Regions from separate parts of the Anser cygnoides genome. Here region 1 is linked to region 2. Evidence: chromatin contacts called from public Hi-C data. All regions are on one chromosome and are shown on one strand. The core of a region is the stretch at or near the end of the contact, and the rest is flanking DNA. Distances in the headings are between cores, read along the strand shown.

What was found. A called contact is a pair of places that touch in the nucleus more often than the background predicts.
Region 1: a Hi-C map of liver shows a contact between it and region 2, with 10 times the contacts expected there. The contact joins two enhancer-like sites. A contact is called at or near these places in 2 of 7 Hi-C or Micro-C datasets (both in liver).

Annotation. Positions count from the first base shown.
Region 1 is chr1:4,690,304-4,693,768 of Taihu_goose_T2T_genome, forward strand. The region is part of intron 1 of TAF3 (TATA-box binding protein associated factor 3); the gene reads left to right. Among named protein-coding and RNA genes, the nearest start is that of TAF3, 5.9 kb to the left of the region's middle. Within about 2 kb of position 1,533, at least 2 of the 3 cell types and tissues checked have open chromatin away from gene starts, as enhancers often do. A contact at or near this core is called in liver, where this site is marked.
Region 2 is chr1:4,087,514-4,091,282 of Taihu_goose_T2T_genome, forward strand. No RefSeq gene overlaps it. Among named protein-coding and RNA genes, the nearest start is that of PFKFB3, 68 kb to the left of the region's middle. Within about 2 kb of position 1,343, at least 1 of the 3 cell types and tissues checked has open chromatin away from gene starts, as enhancers often do. A contact at or near this core is called in liver, where this site is marked.

The sequences.
Region 1 (3,465 bases), core at 283-2,782, 600 kb after region 2:
TTCTCTCTCAAAATGATTCCTGCGTTTCTTTCTTTAAAAGGTTTGTGACAAGACCTCTTAACGCTCAGCTGATGTCTCACGGCTTCTTCAGAATCCTCTCCTTTCGCTCCTAAAATAAGTTACCGTACAAACCCAGCTCGGGATGAATGAGCAGAATTTTGCCATGGTTTTGCAGAAGTGGCATTAATTAAATCCCAATTGTAGCAGCCCCATTGTCGGCGCGTTATCTCGGAGTCAGACTGGTTGGGTTCGAGTTAGCAGGGTTGTCAGCTGGGGGGACGTAATCTTTGTATTCAAACGGGGATGGATTTACCCCGACGTAGCTGAGACCGTGTGGTATTGCTCTGAGAAGCATGTCATCGCTGCTCACGCGGTTTCTCAGCTCCGAAAGGAAGCGACGGCTTTCCCAGCTGTGTTAGATCTTTGTTCCAGCTGTTACATCCCATTAGGAGAGCTGCGTCCAGGATTTTCAGTGCTTTTCTGCTGTTGTTTCTTTGCATTTGCGGTAGCTGCGGTTGACGGGAGCTTCCGTGGCCGTGAATAGAAGGCAAAAGGATTTGCAAAGCGGCCTCGAGGGGTTTGATGCTGCGAAATGCCTCGGAATATCTGTGCTGGGGGCGGAGGAGAGGGGGAACTTACAGGGGGGAAAGTAAGGGTTGCCTTCGTCTTGTGCTGTTTATTTTTGTTGAAAGCTTATGAGAGGAAATTATTCACTATTCTGTGTGCCTCCCATACATGGCTATACACTAAAATGTTTGGAACACGGTGCTGGGATATGTAATTAAGGCATCGGAGCTACCAAACAAGCTGACCTTGTGTGGTTTCTGAGAGCCAGGATGCCCGTTTTTACCCTCGTTATGTTTTAGGGAGAGGATCCCTGCCGCGTGCTGCTGCTTTTTGCACCCAGGGTCCACGGGGGCTCGCAAGAAGTGGCAGCGCAGGTGGGGCTTTGACTTAACCGCTGTGATTTCCTAGTTGTGCAGGGGTAACCATCCCGTGAAGGCAGCCGTGTTTGCTGTGAGTTTAGCTAACAGCTTGGCAGCAGAGCAGTTGGTCGTGGACGTGTAGAACGCGGCTTGTTCTGCCTCCCAGCCTCGCACAGCCAGTCCAAGAGTCCGGTTGCCACCGTGTTTGTGTGAGCAATGTTATTGATCGGACAGACGAGGACAGGAGTCGTGATCTCTGCCCCCAAAAGCCTGATTTTTTTTTTCTATTACGTTGCTTTAAAGAGCAACCAGATTGCTTAGCTTCAGTCACTGAGGACACTGGGGCATGTTGCAGCAGAGGTGTAAAGCTGTGTGAGGTAACGGAACACATTTACCCCTGGTTTTATAAACAGGACAAATTTAAATTGCACTCCTAGTTTTAGCAGCAGATAATGAACTACCTTGGAGGTGTTCTGGATGTAGAAGCGAGTTTTTCACCAGTCTTTCCCTGGATTTCCCATGCTGAACAAATCCTTGGATATGCTCTGGCTTCTTTCTGCTGAAATTTGCAGGAAGCAAAGATTAAAAGTTTGGTTTCGTATCACGTGAATATATTTTTTAAAGACTATTTTTATATGACCATGAAAGAATTTATGAATATAATACCCATCTATTTTAACACATTAAATTTTTATATTAATAAAACATGTATTTATGAAGGCAGAGTGTGATCTGATGAGCACAACGTTGTCTTAGAAGGCGAAATGACAGATCTTGCAAAATGTTTTGCCAAGATAGAGCTGGCTCAAAAACTGCTCTAGTTTTCCTTGCGCTGTCTCCTGTAAAGGAAAACTGAACTTCGTTACGGCAAATCTCTGCTTTGGAGAGTGCCAACAGCAGGCTGATCTTTTCACTGGAATTAACGCAGCGGAGAGGATTGACCTGGCATCAGCCAAATTTACCGTGTAGATTTTTTCATTTTTTACATACTTAGAAGAGTGAAATAATTTTAATAACCTCAATCAAATAATAGTAACCTCAACCAAAGCATTAGGTCTTGGTGCTCAGTTTCAGTGAGCTGATTCCCTGCTCAGATGTTGAATGTTGTAACCAGTATCTGTTCAGGGCCTGTAACACTTGTTATAAGCGTACCTCTTCACATCCTGATAACCTTAAATTCTGATGTTTTTAAACTAATTAACTTGCTGGCTACCAATGAAGGCCAACTTGATTTTTTTTTGCTTGACATTTATTACCAGGAAAAGGAGCAGACTCTGAGCAGCCGTAGCAAGAAATTTCTTTTGCCTGCTTGGTAAAACTACATTAATAAGGCTCTTTTTCCCCAGTTAAGTGCACTCAAACGAGGCGTTTATATCTACTAAATAATCTGCTGTGTGCTTCTGGCTGTTCCTGTGGATACTGGATTGAAGTGGTGAGTTGTCTGCCCGAGTTACCCAACTGTCAGCGCAGGTACAGCACAGTTTAATGCATGGCAGGGCCTTGCGACTTGCTGCAGCACAAGGAGTCTGTGAGGGAGCTGAGGAGCTGTACCTAAATAATCCCCTGCTTAAAAACGAAATAATCTCTCTTTGATACCAGCCATGAGGGTGAACGCTGAGCTATTTATAATAGGCTGCACGTGTTGCACGGGTAGTGACTCATGAGTTCTTCTCAATGCATTTATTACAGAGCTGCAGTTTCTCCCTGCTTAAAAAGAAAAAAAAAAATAGGCATGAAACCAAAAGCTCTCTGTCCTGTCCTTACTCACTCGTTAATTTTTCACTGACTGGCATGATCTTTGGGCCTCGGATGGGCAGGTGGAGGCAGGACAGAAGTAAGCCAGCCATCGGCCCTTCTTGAGGCTGAACTGATGGAAAGCACAGGAGTATTTCCCCGTGCCAGCCCCTGTAGTTTCTTTGGACACCGTGGATAATCTGTCGGCTGGTTGGCCGTGGGGCCGAATTAACTGCAGGTGACACGGAGCAGCGGGGCTGAGGACTGGAAAACTGCCCGCCTGCCCTGGTTCTGCTGCTTCCCCGCAGCTCCCGTGCTGGTTTGGGATCCGCTTCTGCGTGCAGATCCCTCCTCGCCCGTTGTTCACTTGTGCATAATGAGGCCGAGGGTAAGGTGACTGCGTGGCCCTTCCTGCAGCTTCCTGACGAGCTGGTTTTGGGCTGAATGCACTTTATTCAGCTCTGCTGGTTGTCACAGCTGGATCAGTTTCAGAGTGCAGTTGCCGCTTAGGAGGACAGTACAGCCTAAAAGCTTGTGAGAACGATGCTCCCCTGGTTCCCTCTTCTTTGGGTAAGGAGGAGAGTTGTCTTGCTGCCTGAAGCATTCCCACCTGCTTCGTTCTCTTCCCAGTCCTGGAGAACGGGTATTATTTGAAGTGTTGTAACAGGGAGCAGCGTGAGGCTGGCACTTATTGGATTACTTATTTCACTGGAAGGCTTCAGCATCTGAATTTTTAAACTGAAGGTAGCACAAATATCTGAAGAATATTGAGACAAGTTCAGTATGTTCAAAATTAATTTTTTGG
Region 2 (3,769 bases), core at 93-2,592:
TGGTTATAACACTGGTTATGTCTGACCATGAGGCAGAAAGCAGACGTTTTCACTTTTCTATCTCTACTCCTTGTATGCAGCAGCAAACTGCAGCCCGCAGCGAGGAGGAAGTTGCTGTTTTAGATTTCCTTTCAGGTGCAGCCTCTTACGGCGTGACTCATTTTGTGTTTATCATTGACACATGACTGCTTCTTTCCTTCTTTCTTTCTTTCTTTCTTTTTCTTTCTTTCTTTCTTTCTTTCTTTCTTTCTTTCTTTCTTTCTTTCTTTCTTTCTTTCTTTCTTTCTTTCTTTCTTTCTTTCTTTCTTTCTTTCTTTCTTTCTTTCTTTCTTTCTTTCTTTCTTTCTTTCTTTCTTTCTTTCTTTCTTTCTTTCTTTCTTTCTTTCTTTCTTTCTTTCTTTTTCTTTCTTTTTCTTTTCTTTCTTTCTTTCTTTCTTTTTCTTTCTTTCTTTCTTTCTTTCTTTCTTTCTTTCTTTCTTTCTTTTTCTCTTTTTTCTCTCTCTCTCTCACTCTTTCTTTCTTTCTCTTTTTCTTTCTTTCTTTTTCCTTCTCTTTCTTTTTCTCTCTCTCTCTCTCGCTCTCTTTCTTTCTTTTTCTTTCTTTCTTTCTTTCTCTTTCTCTCCTTCTCTCTTTCTCTCTTTCTTTCTTTTCCTTCCCTCCTTCCTTCCTTCCTTCCTTCCTTCCTTCCTTCCTTCCTTCCTTCCTTCCTTCCTTCCTTCCTTCCTTCCTTCCTTCCTTCCTTCCTTCCTTCCTTCCTTCCTTCCTTCCTTCCTTCCTTCCTTCTCTCTTTCCTCATAGTTTGGTCTGAAATAACTAGCTCTTTAACTTCTGAGGATGTCTTTTGCAGCTGATGTGTATGTGAAACATAAAGAACCACGGCCAGGAGCTGACTCATCTCCACTTCCCATGGTTCTGTCTACACTGCACCACACCTAGGCTGAAGGCAGGACCAATGCTGCATGCACTAGCCAGAGTGAAGGAAAAGTTTGGCAATGAATTAGTGGGAGAGAAGAGGGAATGTGGATACAGTGCTTTTGGTCTACTCAAATCATGATATTTTCTGTGTCCTGTGGTAGCCATGGGACTGGGGGCCCTGTGGCATGGGGATCTCTTTGCTGTTTGACACTTCTCTGGACAAACTAAGAGCAAACCTTCATCCCCAAGCATGCACAGCCCCAAGGGAAAGAGGCAAAACTGTGCCCAGAGATGTAGAGGGACCCAAGAAGTCCAGATCTAAATGGTTTAGGCAGCCAGAAACTGCAGTCACTGCTATCAGAGCATGCCATCCCCTCTTCTGCTGCCCGTCCCCCTACCACGTGTGGCTCCTTCTCCCACTGACTCCTACATCTGCATGGCCTCGACAACATAACCCTCCGACAAGGTCTGAAGTGAGTGGATTCAGTTGCATCTCACATGCCTCGCTGCTCAGTCCCATGATTTTGCATTGTTGTTTCAGGTTCTTCTTCCTTTTTGTCCTCATTTTGCTCTTTTGAACCTTCTCTGACCTCTTATGGGGCTTATTTCTGCCTCATGCCAACTTCTGGTAGGCTCTGGAAGGCTGTTTCTCTCAAGGTTGATGGTGGATAAGTCAGGAAAGGTTGTCGTAATATCTTGTAAGCACATGTAGAAATATAAACTTTGATTAAAAAAAGAATTCAGGTGTTTGCAATTTCCTTTTTTGGCTGACTCTAAAGAAATCTCTGTCCCATTTTGAAGCACAGTGAAAACAAGGGGAAGCACCGGTTTTCTCGGATGCTTCATCATATCTGATATGTTGAAAGTGATTTTGAAATCACCCTAAACTGAGATCAAAGGCTTCTGCAAGGTAATAACTCTGAAGCCCAAATTAATGCAGTTCAGAAGATGGTTAATGATTAAATGACAACTTCAGCATTGAGTTCTCTGGTTCATTAGCACCATATGATTTCAGATTGCTCCAATATCTTGGTGGCCCTGAAATCCCAGCCATATCTTTCATTCCTGTAGCCCAACTGAAAAAAAAAAAAAAAAGCCATGGGAGATAATAGCAACATTTCTGATTGCTCTCTCTAGGAGAGAGCCAAACCACATGGCACACTGTGTATTACGACACGACGGGAAGGTTAAACCAGGACTTGACCGATCACAGATGGTCACCTGTCCATCTAAAAGGATCAGTCACCCTCAAGGGGCTTTGCAGTGTTTTTATTTAGCCCAGAGGGCATGCATCTATCTCGCCATGTGATTTTTAAGCTAAAATCGGCACCCCTAAAATTGTTGGAGGCTGTCCTCTCTTCCTTTGGATACTTACAGTGTTGGTGTCTTCATGTGAGCCTGATGTCTGAGCTCCTAAGTACTCACTGGACATCTAGGGTAGCTTTCAATTGCCTGGATGCCAATGTCTGCTGCCACCTTAGTCTCTGTGATCAATCCTGCCTGGTCTTCAGCTTCTGTGCTAGAAGAGCAGATGTCCCCTGTGTTCCTGTATCACATCTGTCAGTCTTGAGCAAGTGTCTCAGATACCTTTGGGCACTGCAAAAGTTTCCAGATGTTTAAGCACCTGTATCCTGCCCCTACTTGGTATCTAGATCTTGGGATCTAGAAAGCTAATTCCACGCATAAGTATCTAGGACCACTTGAAAGGCATCCTGTGTGGGTTCCAGGTGTCTCTCCAGGTACCCTGGTCTTCCACAGGTGCTGTGCAACATCTGAAAGTCCTTTCCAGATGTTTCAAGCATTCAAGGGTGTCTCAAATTGCAATAAATGTCTTTATGTTACTAAAACAAGCAATCAAATCAAGCTCCTGAATTTGTCCCCAGCCAGCTCCACCAGGCAGAGAGAACCAGAAGTGGGATTTTGGTGTCTGCTTGGAAGAGCTGGGCTCTGGATGAGTCAAGGAAGAGAGACTTAAGACAGCAAGAGACTGTGGTTATTAGTGAGAGCAGAAAGGAAGGGCAGGAAGGAAGTGGTCTGGCAGAAAAACAAGGAAGTCTCTACACTTGTCCTGTGTTTCCTTTCTCACTTGACTTGTTTTCTGTTTCAAACACTGTTGTTGGTAGCGCTGTAGACCACGCAGAAAACTGGGTGGTTTGGGCATTGCAATTACAAACTTCCTTCTTGCTAGTCTAATAAAAAGCCAAAGGAGAACATAGCACAAAGAACACTGCCCATGTTTGACACCTTCCTTATTTACCAGAGAGTCATCATCTTTGGTATTTAATGGTTCTGTAAAATTCTGAGGGGTTGCACTACAGTGTAAGTGATAAACGTGATAGAGACATGTTACGTAAAGGCTATAGTTTGAAGGCTGTGAAACAGGACCTGCTGGGCAGAAAAGCTGAAATCTCAGGTTTGGAGGATACAGAAATGTGAATCAGAGATGAGCCCGGGGAGTTACGCAGCTTGCAAAACATCCTGCCCTGACTGGGAAGTGGTCTTTCTTATCTCTGGCAGCCATTGTGGAGAGTACAAAATTAAATGAATAGCATAGCTCTTTGAGAACATGCAGGTGAAGATGCCTGCACAGCTTCTGGGGCTTACTGGCAACACATTCTGCCTCCCTTTGGCACCTTCCAATTTCAGATATTTAGGGTTGGAGGTGGCCATCATCTCACCCCAGTTCAGGACCTTGATTCACTTGCTCGAACTTGCTCCAGGCCTGAAAGGTCTACGTGGAGCTGGCAGATATGACCCAGGATCTGCAAGACAACAAATCTACCTTTGGGATTGGCAGCTGGAGGCTAGATAGGTCATGTCAGCTGGCACTGGACACCCCAACTGTAAGGGATTT